Linked DNA regions of Sus scrofa: regions 1 and 2 are each linked to region 3. A link is a contact called in public Hi-C and HiChIP or PLAC-seq data. All regions are on one chromosome and are shown on one strand. The core of a region is the stretch at or near the end of the contact, and the rest is flanking DNA. Distances in the headings are between cores, read along the strand shown.

Region 1 (4,119 bases), core at 475-2,974, 93 kb after region 3:
AAGGCAGTAGGGTCACAGCTTTTCTTGTTGGATAAAGGAATGATCCAAGTCATTGCGTAAAAAGGTTTGTGTGGGAGAGTAGAAAATAATTATACCAAACTAAATCTAGTTCGAGGAAGGATGCTGTGGTTGAGCAGGAAACTTTGTCCCAAGTTTGTTAAGGCAAGAGGAGAGTTTTTTTTTGTTTTGTTTTTTGTTTGTTTGTTTGTTTTGTTTTGTTTTTGCTTTTTAGGGCTGCACCCACGGCATGTGAAGGTCCCCAGACTAGGGGTTCAATTGGAGCTGTAGCCGCCAGCCTACACCACAGCCACAGCAACGCCAGATCTGAGCCATGCCTGTGACCTACACCACAGCTCACAGCAACCCTGGATCCTTAACCCACTGAGTGAGGCAAGGGATTGAACCTGCAACCTCATGGTTACTAGTCAGATTCCTTTCCACTGCGCCACATGGGAACTCCAAGAGGGGCGATCTTATGTGAAACATTTTTTCTCACTCAAAAGAAGTAGATGGTCCTATTAGAAGACATACCTCTTTTTTCTCCTGCCCTGCAAATAATCTTTTAGGGCAATTGCATTTCGTGTAATTTTTCATGTATGTGTGTGTTTATTTACATACAATAACAGTATTTTTGTAATCTAAAAACATTTTTAAAATGTTACTATCTGGTCTTTGAGATTGTTCTTAATACCACGTAGGAAAACAAGTGATGATTGGATCAGACATGTCCCTGTTATTGGATATTTCTTTTGTTTTGTTTTATTTTGTTTCAGTCTTTGCTTTTTGACACCCTGATTTTTTTTTTTTTTTTTTTTTTTTTTTTTGTCTTTTTGCTATTTCTTTGGGCTGCTTCCACGGCATATGGAGGTTCCCAGGCTGGGGGTCAATAGGAGCTGTAGCCACTGGCCTACCCCACAGCCACAGCAACGTGGGATCCGAGCCGCATCTGCAACCTACACCACAGCTCATGGCAACGCCGGATCCTTAACCCACTGAGCAAGGGCAGGGACCGAACCTGCAACCTCATGGTTCCTAGTCAGATTCATTAACCACTGCACCACGACGGGAACTCCTGGATATTTCTTATATCCAGTCTTTTTTTTTTGGCTATGGCGTGCAGCAGCTTAATGTGGGATCTCAGTTCCCAGACCAGGGATTGAACCTGGGCTGCAGCAGTGGAAATGCTGAATCCTAACCCCTAGGCTGCCAGGGAACTCTTGATACCTACTCTGTTTTTTTTTTTTTCTTTAGGGCTGCACCCATGGCATATGGAAGTTCCTAGGCTAGGGGCTGAATTGAAGCTGCAGCTGCTGGCCTACACCGCAGCCACGGCAATACTGGATCCTTAACCCACTAAGCGAGGCCAGGGCTCAAACCTGCGTCCTCATGGTTGCTAGTTGGATTCAGTAACGCTGAGTCACAATGGGAACTCCCTGATACTCACTCTTGATTTTAAAAAAGTCAAAGCCACAAGGCATAGATTAAAAGAGAGAAGTGGGGACGAAATAAAACGAATCTAGGCCCAGAGTAACATAAAATCCCCAAAGAGTGGAAAATCTCAGCCGTCCCTGTGTCCCCAGCACCTAAACTAACAGCCCTCACTGAGCCCTCACTAACAGACTCTCACTGAGAGTCTTGCTTAGTGCTCATGAACCCACCCCCCACCATTGGGGTTGCCGCTGCGCCCCCCCCCCTCCCCCATGCAGAGGAGGAAGTGGCCCAGACAGATGTGAGTTGCTCAAGCTCACAGAGCTGGCCAGTGGCTGAACCCAGGCCCCGAGGCCAGCTCTGTCATTGTCGAAAAGGGGGATGGGGGATGGAGCCGAAGCAGATGAACACTTAGCAGTCCAAGCACCCCCCCCCACCCCCCCGCGATGGATGTCGATGAGGGGACTCCAGTAAGGGTTTCGTCGTCGTCGCAGAACCTCGGGGGCGGGGACATGGGTGCTCACTGCACAAATCTTTCAGTGTTCCTGTATGTTTGAAATTTTGCATAATAATATGTTAGAAAAAAATAATAAAGTCTGCTCTCTCCACTAAAAAATTACCCTCGTCAAAAACAGCAAGGCTGCTAAAAAAAAAAAAAAAAAAAAAAAAAAAAAACCAGCAAGGTGCCAGTGGTGCACTGAATTTTTTAAAACGTTTGGTGGTTTGCACACCCCGAATGAAGTCCTTGGGTCATCTCAGTGTCTGCTGTTTGCCTGTGGAGCAGAGATGCGCCCCTTTTGGGTGACAGGGGTGGGCCTGGTCCCGTGGGTCCTCCATGGAGAAGGGGCTTAGAGCAGGGCCAGGCGGCCCCGTGTCCTGGCTGGGCTGGCTGCGAGGCTGGTGTTGGCCTTGGGGAGCCATCTCCGTCCCTGCCTCCCTTCTTCCCAGTGACACAGTGGCGCCCAGCTCGACGTTCTGCAAGGTCTACACGCTGACTCCCTTCCTGGCCAACAACCGAGAGAAGCGGGGCCTCGCCCTGGACGGGAAACTCAAGCATGAGGACACGAACCTGGCCTCCAGCACCCTGTGAGGACCCGCCCTCCCTAGCCCCAGGCTCTCGGACGTCCCCCCTGCCCTGGCTCCCCGCCTCCCCCTCATGGGTCCACACCCAGCACCGGCCCAGCCTACCCTCTCCTCAAGCTGGTCCAGGGTCCGTCCTCAGGCCCTTGACCTGCCACCAAAGCTTTCCCCCAGCCCCCACTTCTATCCAGGGCTGCCCCAGGGAGAAAAGTGGACCCCTGGACCAGGCTGTCTTAGTGCTGGGCTCTGCTGGCTTGCCTAGGGGAGGGCAACCTGGAGAGGCTTCCTGTAAGAGGCAGTTGCCTTGACCTTGTGTCTTCAGTTGGATGGACTGTGTCCCCGAGGCAGAGCCAGGCTGGAAGGAAGAAGGCAAGGGAGGGAGGGAGGAAGGAAGTGGCTTCTGGAAGGGTCCTAACAGGAGGGGATGAACCGGGAAGTGGGCTTGGGGAGTGTGGAGAGATGAGGGCAGTGAGCTGGGCTAAACCACGCTCGGGGGTGTCCCTGGAAGGCAGGGGTCCGAGCGCCATATGGTCACTCCTACCCCAAGGTCACCACCTTACTCTGGTGGAGACATGGGGGTGCGGGGATCCATCTTGCCTGCCCGAGGGGGTCTGGCTCTCCCCGGGGGGTTGACATGCCTCTGCAGCCCAAACCCTCTCTCACCAGCCCCTGCATGGCTCCCCATTCCCCTCCGAGCCTTGGCCTCCTTCCTCCTCCCTGGCTCAGATCCTCCCTGCCTTCAGCACCTAGTTGAGGCACCACTGCCCACAGGGTCTCCCCTGGTACCTCCTCCCCTCCCCTCTCTGAACACGGGCGCTGACCCCAAAGCAGAGCGGGATGAGCCACCCCTCACCCCACTGCTGGGACTCAGGCCCCAGGAGGGGAGGTGGGGGGGTTCCCAGGGCCACACAGCCAGACTTGGAACCCAGGGCTCTGGTTCCCGCTCCCTGAGGGCGGCCCTTGCCTTTCTCACACGCTGAGTGGCTCCTGCCCCCAGCACAGCCCGCCCTGCCGCGTCCCGCCTCCCGACTCCCGTCTGTCATCGTGCAGGTTGAGGGAAGGAGCCAACCGGGAGGTCCTCGGCATCATTGTTTCCTACAAAGTGAAGGTGAAGCTGGTGGTGTCTCGGGGCGGGTGAGTCAGCCCAGCCTCGCGGCCGGAGTGCCCTGGGGAGGTCCCGGAGAGCCACACCACGGCCCCCTCGGCCTGTCTGCTGGACCCTTTGGCTGCCCCGTTGCTGCTCTTCCTCCTTCATGCTCCTCTTCCCCCGCCTGCTTCTCCCTCCTGCCCCTACTTCTCTTCCTCTTCCCCATCTGGGTCTGGGCAGGGGGGGATGGGGGAAGCTTCCTCGGAGTCTGTGCTGTGGGGCCTCCAAGCAGGTGCCATGCCCGTCATCACATCTCAGGGCACAGCGCCCACCCCTGCTCATGCCCACACTCATCTGCTGGGGAAATGGCACCAGGCGCTCAGAATCCAGAGCTGGATTGGGGATGTTCTGACACTCCCGTTTTATAGGTGGGGAAACAGAGGCCCCAACGATAACCCCAACACATTCTGAAATTTCCTCCCCTAATCTCAGGCCATGGGCTAAATTCTGGGGTCACTGCTGTG
Region 2 (4,055 bases), core at 513-3,012, 71 kb after region 3:
TCTTTGCTGCCACAGCCACCTGCTCCTCACGCCTCCCTGCTCCCTGATGGCTGTTCTCACACCCAGGAAAGTGGGTCAGAATGTAGGGCGGGTGTATCTGAGGGTGAATGCCCCCTTTCAGGTCTCTACTCTACCCAGCCGGGCCGTGAGTGCTGTGGGGCAGGGGTGGGGAAAGGTATAGAGTTATGGGCATCTCTGTGTCCAAGACACAGTCCCAGCCATTCTCCTGCCGCCCGAGGGCCCATGGCTGCCCATTGCTTTCTGGCTATGGTCCAGTTGCTCAGCCTGGCGTCTGAGACCCTTACATCTCGCCCAGGGCCTGGTGCATGGAGGTCATCCGTGGCCCGCCCTCCCCCCCGGTGCTCCTCGGGGCACTTGGGATGTACTTGGGGTTGCCCACTATCTCCCAGACTCCCCCAGTGGACTCGGTTGCCCTCCCCAAGCTTCCAGCTGCAGAGTGTTTTGGCTTCTGCACCTCTGTGTGTTCTTCAAGATCCGCTCAATGCCACCTCCCCCTGCCCCGGAAGCCTTTCCTGACGGCCCCCCTCCCTCCCCCACCAGACAGAATAGCACGGTCCCACAACAGGGCAGTATTGTGAGTAGCTGAAAGCGTGGTCTCTGGAGAGACACTGCCTGGGTTCCGGTATCTAGCTCTGCACCTTACCAGCTGTTGTGACCTTGGGCAAATGACTTAGACTCTCCATGCCTCAGTTCCCTCATCTGCAAAATGGGGATGATAATAGTACCGTCTTAAGTGTTGCTAGAGAAACAAAGGCGGTCATGTTTATGACACACTTAGAGCAGTAACTGGCACCTGGTTTCTCTCCCGGATGAGTTTTCCGTTGTTGATTGAAATTAGTATCTGGAGGTCACGCCACATTCACGGTATTCATAGCATCCTTCTTTGACGGGAATTCTCTCACGCTCACAAAGCCGTGAATCGTCGCCAGTGCGCTCTCACTTCACTGGTATAAATCTGCATTCATGGGTCATCTCTCCAGGATGAGTTTTCTGATGTCGTGTAGGGCATACTTGGCTAAATGATTTCCCGTAGGTGGCCTTTCATGGGATTTCCCTCCTGGATGAGTTTTCTGATACTGGCTTTGAGACTTTATTTAGGGGCTCTGAATCCCAGGTTTCTCCTTGGAAAACTGGGAATGTTTAGAGGGAATAATATAATATCTTGATGTGTGTGACGTTCTCTGCACAGCACCTGGCTTTTAGGGACTGCTCACTGCGCAGTGGCCATTGTGGCTGGTGGGTATCTCTAACTTGGCTGTGCCATGGTCATTTGTCAGCAGGGGCCATGAATTGTTCGTCTTAGTGCCCGCAGAGCCTGGCAGTGATAGGAACTGTGTGAATGTTTACCAGGTAAGTGAGTGATAAATGGGAGAGTCATGGGTCGAAGCTGAGCAGAGGCCCCTTTGGGTGTATCGGCTGTATGCCTGGCTCAGCCCGATAGTGGCTGGGACCTTGCCCCTATGAAGCATTTCCTAAGCCCGGTGCTTATTGATCCTGACAGCCAAAGCGAAGTATAGACAGAAGAAAAAATCCCTGGAGTCCACTCACCAAATCATCACCATCATCTTTTGAACCTTCATCCATCCTCACTCTTGACCAGTTCTCTCTTCGGGCATTCGTTCAGCAGCATTCCACCCCACCCGCATTTATTTCCTGAGCACCCACTGTGGCCCAGGCACCACGCTGTGCCCCGGGGATCCAGTGTCAATCACAGAAATAAGAGCTCTACCCTCGTGTAAGTTACGTAAGGGAAGCAGAGGGTGAGTAGACAGACCTTTACGACGTGCAGGAAGTGCTGTGACCGGGGACATGCTGAGTGTGGGAGTTGTGGGGCATCTCATCCAGCTTGGGGGGCATCGGGGTAGGCTCCCTGGGGAAAGAGAGAGGGAGCAGAAGACACAGCGCAGCAATTCTAACAGCTGACACCGCAGGTCCGGGGAGGGATCTGAAGATTGTAGAGCCGTGGACTCTGGATTGTAAAATCACGGAATCAAAGAGTCTAACATCAAAGGATTCAGAGTCATAGGATGCATGTTTTCTCTCTTTCATTTACAATATTTTTTCACCGAGACGTGAGACCTGTCTTGTCGGGGAAGCCCTGGGGTCTTCATGGAGTACGTTGTGCTCACTGCACAACACGGAAAAATAAGGCATACACGGAGGAGTGAGTGGGTGGGTGGACAGAGTCTCCTTCAAGCTCTGTTAATATTTAGTTACATTTCCTTTCCTTTCATTCATTTTTTCAGGTTTGTTTTTAGGTTTTGTTTTAAAAATTGAGGTATTCTTTACGTACCCTAGTACTCACAATTTCCGTGTAAAATTGAGTGGTTTTTAGTAGAGTCACAAGGTTGCATAACCATCACCACTGCCTAGTTGCAAAGCATTTTCATCACCCAAAAAAGAAACTCCTGCCCCTTAGCGATCACTTCCCATTTCTGCCTCCCGCCAGCTCCCGCCAGCTCCTGGCAACCACTACCCTGCTGTCTGTCTCCACGTAGTTGCCTATTCTGGACATTTCACATACATGGAACCCAACAATATACGGCTTTTTGTGTCTGGCTTCTTTTACCTAACATGTTTTCAAGGTTCGCCCATGTTGCAGCATGAATTAGTCCTGTTTCGCCCTTAATGACTGAATAATATTCCGTTGTGTGTTTATGCCACATCTAAAAATATATATTCATCGGTTGATGGATGTTTGTTTTCTTCCCACCTTTTACGGCTGTTATGAATAATGCCACTGTGAACATTTGTGTATAAGTTTTTGTGTGGGCATCCTTTTCAGTTCTCTTGGGTCTACCTAGGGCTGGAATTGCTAGGTCATATGTTAACTTTATGTTTGATGTTAAGAGGAATCATCAGGCATTTTCCAAGGTGGTCGCACCACTTTACACGGCCACCAGCAATGTATGAGCAGGTTCCTGTTTCTCCACATCCTCAGTGGCCCTTGTTCTTGTCCTTCTTTTATTATTATTATTATAGTTGATCTCCAGTGTGTAAATTTCTGCTGTACAGTGAGGCGAGTCAGCTATACATGTATATGTATTCTTTTCCGTTATGACTTATCCCGGGGTCTTGAATATAGTTCCCTGTGCTCTGCAGTGACTTTGTTATGTATCCGTTCTGTGGGTAATAGTCCGTATCTACTAACCCCAGCTACGCTAGTGGGTGTGAAGTATCTCGCTGTGGCTTCAATTTGCATTTCCTCCGTGACTAATGATGCCAAATATATTTTCATGTGCTTATTGGCCACTCATATGTCTTCTTTGGAGACATTGTCTGTTTACATCCATTGTCTTGTGTTGTTTTTTTTTTTTTTTTGGCCACACCCTCAGCATGTGGAAGTTCTGGGGCCAGAGATCAACCCTGCGCCACAGGCTGCTGCAGTGACAACACTGGATCTGTAACCCACTGCACCACAAGGCAGCTGTTTTTAATTGAGTTATTTGCTTATTTGTTGTTGAATAGTTCCTTCGTACATCCTGGATACGAGGCTCTTATTAGATATAGAATTTGAAAATATTTGCTCCATCCTGTGATTGTCTTTGCCCTTTCTTGATGGTACCCTTTGAGGCTCCAAAGTTTTTAATGCTGATGAAGTGTAATTTATCTACTTTTTCTTTAGTCATTTGTGCTTTCGGTGTCGTATATCTAAGAAACCATCGCCTTATCCAAGGTCGTGTAGATTTACATTTAAGTTTTCTCCGGAGAGTTTTATAGTTGTAGCTCTTACATTTAGATCTTTGTTACATTTTAAGTCAATTTTTGTATAAGGCATGAGGGAGGGAGGTCCAGCTTCATTCTTTTGCATGTGAATATCCAGTTGCCTAAGCATCATTTGTTAAAAGATTATTTTATCCCCATTGACTTGTCTTGGTTCCCTTGTCAAATATCAGTTGACCATAAATATATGGGGTTATTTCTGGCCTCTCAGTTCTGTTCCCTTGATCTCTGTGTCTGTCCTTATGCCAGTATCACACACACTTGACTGCTGTAGCTTTGTGGCAAGTTTTGAATTTGGGAAGTCTGAGTCC
Region 3 (3,742 bases), core at 15-2,514:
AACTCCGGAGTACCCATCTTCAGCCAGCTCCCGAGTAAGAAATTCATTCAGTTCAGCTTTGAAGATGCCATCAGCGACAAACTAACCAAAGAAGGAAATTCAAAGTGAGGACATGGGTGCAGGCTCACTTTCCTAGTCCAGTCTTTCAGCCAATGCAACCTTCATTAAAACTCAACACCTCCAACAGAGGACCCATCATCAATCATATTATCTGTGTTCCAGAAGGAACAGAGTAACCCTTCTCAGACAAATGCCTCTAGGTCATCTTTTGGAAGTCACTTTGACCCAGGGCCCTTTGAACTGTGCCACAGAACGCAACACAGAGCAGGGGCTACCTGGTCAAAGAGAACACCTCCAGTCAGACTCGTCATCTTCTCGTCATTGAAGGGTTTAAAAACTGTTATTAGCATGTACCCACGCTAAACAAAAGCAGCTCTAAAACGACCCATTTAGAACTAACTCAGCACAAGTGAGACACTGTTTGCACCCAGGGAGTTAAGCAGCCTCACCTGTAAACACAGTTCGGCTCAGCAGAAGACGCTCAGCCACTTTAATCTTGCCTTAACTGTACCCACGTGTGTTTCGGAAAGCTGGCAAATCCTCACTCACAAAAGCGTGTGGATTGCACTGTAACACCAACGTTATGTACTCACAAAATGACAAAGTGCCTCAAACCGAACGGACTTCACACAGTTCTCTCCCATGGAAAGATCAGTTCAGTTAAACTCGAGGAAGCGTTCTTCTCAGGTCCCCGCCCTCCCTTTCCCCAGAACTTTTCCTTGGCCCCAAGTGGAAAAAATGCCAAAAGCCTTCTCAAAACTGAGGTCTGTGAGGCAGAAGGCTGCACGCAGAAACGATTAATGAGAAGGCAAATATACTGCTACCTCCCTCTCCCGAAGCCCCGCTAAGATGCGGGGAACGGCTCACGGCCTCAAACACCACACGTTTCCTAACGGTACGGACTGACCAAGAAATGCTCACAAGCGCCTTCTCCGGGGCAGGAGGGGCCCCCGGTGCTCATCTCTGCTCTCCGTCCAAACCATCTCCGCCATACTGCGCCGGCCCGGCTCGGGCCTGCGCTCCATCCACCTCCATCCTCGGCCCTCGGGAACCCCACGCGGCCCGCCGCCAGGGGAAGAGGAAGGAGCCGCGGGCCTCGCGACGACCCCCAGAAAAGCTCCTGGCCCGCGCGGCGCCACAGCTCCTGGCATCCGGGCCCCGAGATCTCACCTTCCTCTTCTTGGAAATCTGCACCGCCATCTTGCCGCCGCGCGCAGCCGAAAGAAAAAGAAGGGGCGAGTGGCCGGAAGTGCGTATAAAGAGCGCTGCGCGACGACAAAGAACTGCGCGACGTCGACGTCTGTGGGCGCTCAAGGGAAATGTAGTTTTTACTTCCGGGAGGCGGTAAAAGAGAAGAGTAGCGTGATGGAGACACCTGTAGGCAGAAACGCGAAAGGGAGGAGATCAAGCGAAACGTCAAAACTGTCTGAAAGAAGTGGATGAATTAAAGGGACATACTGTGGACCTGATGTGTCTTGGTGATGGATTGAGGCTGAGGGGAGTTGAGAATGATGTTGCCGGTTTCTGACTTCAGGGCTGGATGTTAGTGACCACCCTCACGGAGGTGAGGAAACCAGGAACAGGCTTTTTTCTCCGTGTGTCATCTCCTTCTGGCACTTCCTCCAGGATTGGGTCTCTCCTAGTTGCTCCCATCACCATAACAGTCATCTCACTGGGTTGGAATGACCTGTTTATATATTTCTTCCACTACTGTAAGCTTAGGATACGGCCTGGTTCAGGCCCAGTGTCAACAAAAGTTTGAATAGCAAACAAATCAATGCATGGATTCTGGTTTTCGAATTGTTCTTGGTACTGTGGTTCAGATGAATTTGCTCACAAGTGCCATATCTTACCCGGGAGGCCCACAAAACCGAGTTGGAGAGACTCAAAGCTGAGGATCAGACCTCGGCAAGTTCTTTGCACCAACGTCACGTCTGGAGTTTTCATGGTGGCTCATCTGCTGTCTCTCCCCAGTGACACAGAGGATGCCTGCCTGGGTATGGTTCTCTGGTCCCAGGAAAAAGCCCATGAAGGAAGCTTTTATCTTTATCATCATAATGCCTTTTATTTTATCTATTTTAAGAGATATTATATTACTCAGAATAACACTGTAAAAATACTAGTATCGGACATTCCCACTGTGGCTCAGGGAAAACAAATCTGACTAGCATCCGTGGGGACACAGTTTTGATCCCTGGCCTCACTCAGTGGATTAAGGATCTGGCGTTGCTCTGAGCTGTGGTGTAGGTCACAGCTGCAGCTCTGATTCGATCCCTCACCTAGGAAACTCCAGGTGCCATGGGTGCAGCCCCAAAAAGCAAAAAAATTAAAATTAAAATACATGCATAAAAACATTTAAAAAGAGAAGCAAATTAAAACAACACAACACTCTTCTGGTTAAGCAAACATTTCAGGACACATGTTTTCAGATTTCCCTCCAGGCAGTGAGATGTCCTGTGGCGAATGGTGTGCACTTTCAGCGTCACACAGATGGGGTCACTGCCGTGCACAGGTGCCATGGAGGATGCTCTGTTCTGCTGGGAGGGTGCCAAGGGAGCAGACAGCTTGGTCAGAGGCAGGGCAGTGGGGAAAATGATGAAGCCAGCTCAATCAGTTTCATGTCTCAGTGCTACTATTTACAAGCTTCAGGCAAGTCACTAAACCTTTTTGTCTCATATTCTTCATCTGGAAAGTGCTCATTAACCTCTGAGGATTTCTGTGATTGAATTAGATGGTGGCTTTAAAGCACTCAGCATAGTGCCCAGCACGTGGAAAGCATCCGTTATATGGGACAGATCATCACTGCTTTTAGTGCAAATAAACACCTTGGCATTTTGGTTTCAATGTTTTTGGTTAGGGTGAGTCATCTTGCCATCACTAACACGTGGGCCCACACCTCTGCTTTTTGCAGAAGCCGCTACACACCAGCACCTTCCATTCTCACACATGCTGGGCACTATCTGCTGTGGGTAGAAGGATGATACCGCAATAATGCTTAAGGCAGAGAAATCAAAAGAAAGAGGTGGGGAAAACTGAGTCAGAGACCAGACACTGGAAGAAGAAAGACTTGGCCAAGGGAGAGAAAAAGACCAGGGAGATCTCCACTCATCAAGCTTTTTCCAAGGGTGTAAGATCAGCATCTGGTTTGGAGAGGTGGGGGCCAAGGACAGCTGTATCAGGGACCTGCCCGGGGCCATTACGGGCTAGGAGGGAGAGGGCAGGGGCTGGGCAGGCAGGTCAAAATGACCAGCTGAACCTTTCCTGGGCGTGGATGGAGGAGGCGGGTTACCAAGCCCAGCTCAAGGAGAGGGACACAGCTGGAATACCAGAGACAGTAAGTTTGTCCAATTGATTTTATCTGGGCTTTTGTTTGGTTGGTTGGTTGGTTGGATTTTTTTGTTTTTTGGTTGTGCCCATGGTATGTATTGGTTTCCGGGCCAGTGATCGAACCCATGCCGCAGCAATGACTGGAGCCACTGTAGTGACAATACCAGATCCTCAACCCCCTGCACCACAGGTGGGTGGCCAGTTGATTTTTTTGTTTGGTTTGGTTTGGTCTTTCTAGGGCCGCACCGGGGCATATGGAAGTTCCCTGCCAGGGGTCCAATCTGAGCTGAAGCCTAACTGCCTAGGCTACAGCCAGGGCAACCGCCAGATCTGCGCGGTGTCTGCGACCTATACC

Evidence for each region. A called contact is a pair of places that touch in the nucleus more often than the background predicts. HiChIP or PLAC-seq counts read pairs in DNA pulled down with a chosen protein or histone mark.
Region 1: a contact with region 3 is called in an H3K27ac HiChIP or PLAC-seq map of alveolar macrophages. The contact joins the enhancer-like site here to the promoter of RPS3 in region 3. A contact is called at or near these places in 4 of 5 promoter capture datasets (fetal liver, fetal skeletal muscle, liver and 1 more), 36 of 47 Hi-C or Micro-C datasets (adipose tissue, alveolar macrophages, blood and 17 more) and 2 of 2 datasets of contacts at active chromatin or transcription factors (alveolar macrophages and skeletal muscle).
Region 2: a Hi-C map of retroperitoneal adipose tissue shows a contact between it and region 3, with 2.3 times the contacts expected there. The contact joins the enhancer-like site here to the promoter of RPS3 in region 3. A contact is called at or near these places in 1 of 5 promoter capture datasets (fetal liver), 11 of 47 Hi-C or Micro-C datasets (adipose tissue, alveolar macrophages, blood and 5 more) and 2 of 2 datasets of contacts at active chromatin or transcription factors (alveolar macrophages and skeletal muscle).

What each region holds. Positions count from the first base shown.
Region 1 is chr9:9,529,831-9,533,949 of Sscrofa11.1, reverse strand. It overlaps ARRB1 (beta-arrestin-1), which reads left to right. Exons shown (of 15, transcript XM_021062515.1): 11 at 2,377-2,514; 12 at 3,559-3,642. Among named protein-coding and RNA genes, the nearest start is that of TPBGL, 30 kb to the right of the region's middle. Within about 2 kb of position 1,724, at least 3 of the 83 cell types and tissues checked have an H3K27ac peak or open chromatin away from gene starts, as enhancers often do. A contact at or near this core is called in alveolar macrophages, where this site is marked.
Region 2 is chr9:9,552,043-9,556,097 of Sscrofa11.1, reverse strand. The region is part of intron 1 of ARRB1 (beta-arrestin-1); the gene reads left to right. Among named protein-coding and RNA genes, the nearest start is that of MIR326, 28 kb to the left of the region's middle. Within about 2 kb of position 1,762, at least 9 of the 83 cell types and tissues checked have an H3K27ac peak or open chromatin away from gene starts, as enhancers often do. A contact at or near this core is called in alveolar macrophages and retroperitoneal adipose tissue, where this site is marked.
Region 3 is chr9:9,622,797-9,626,538 of Sscrofa11.1, reverse strand. It overlaps RPS3 (ribosomal protein S3), which reads right to left and starts at 1,264. Exons shown (of 7, transcript NM_001044601.1): 1 at 1,231-1,264; 2 at 1-81. The coding sequence starts at 1,260.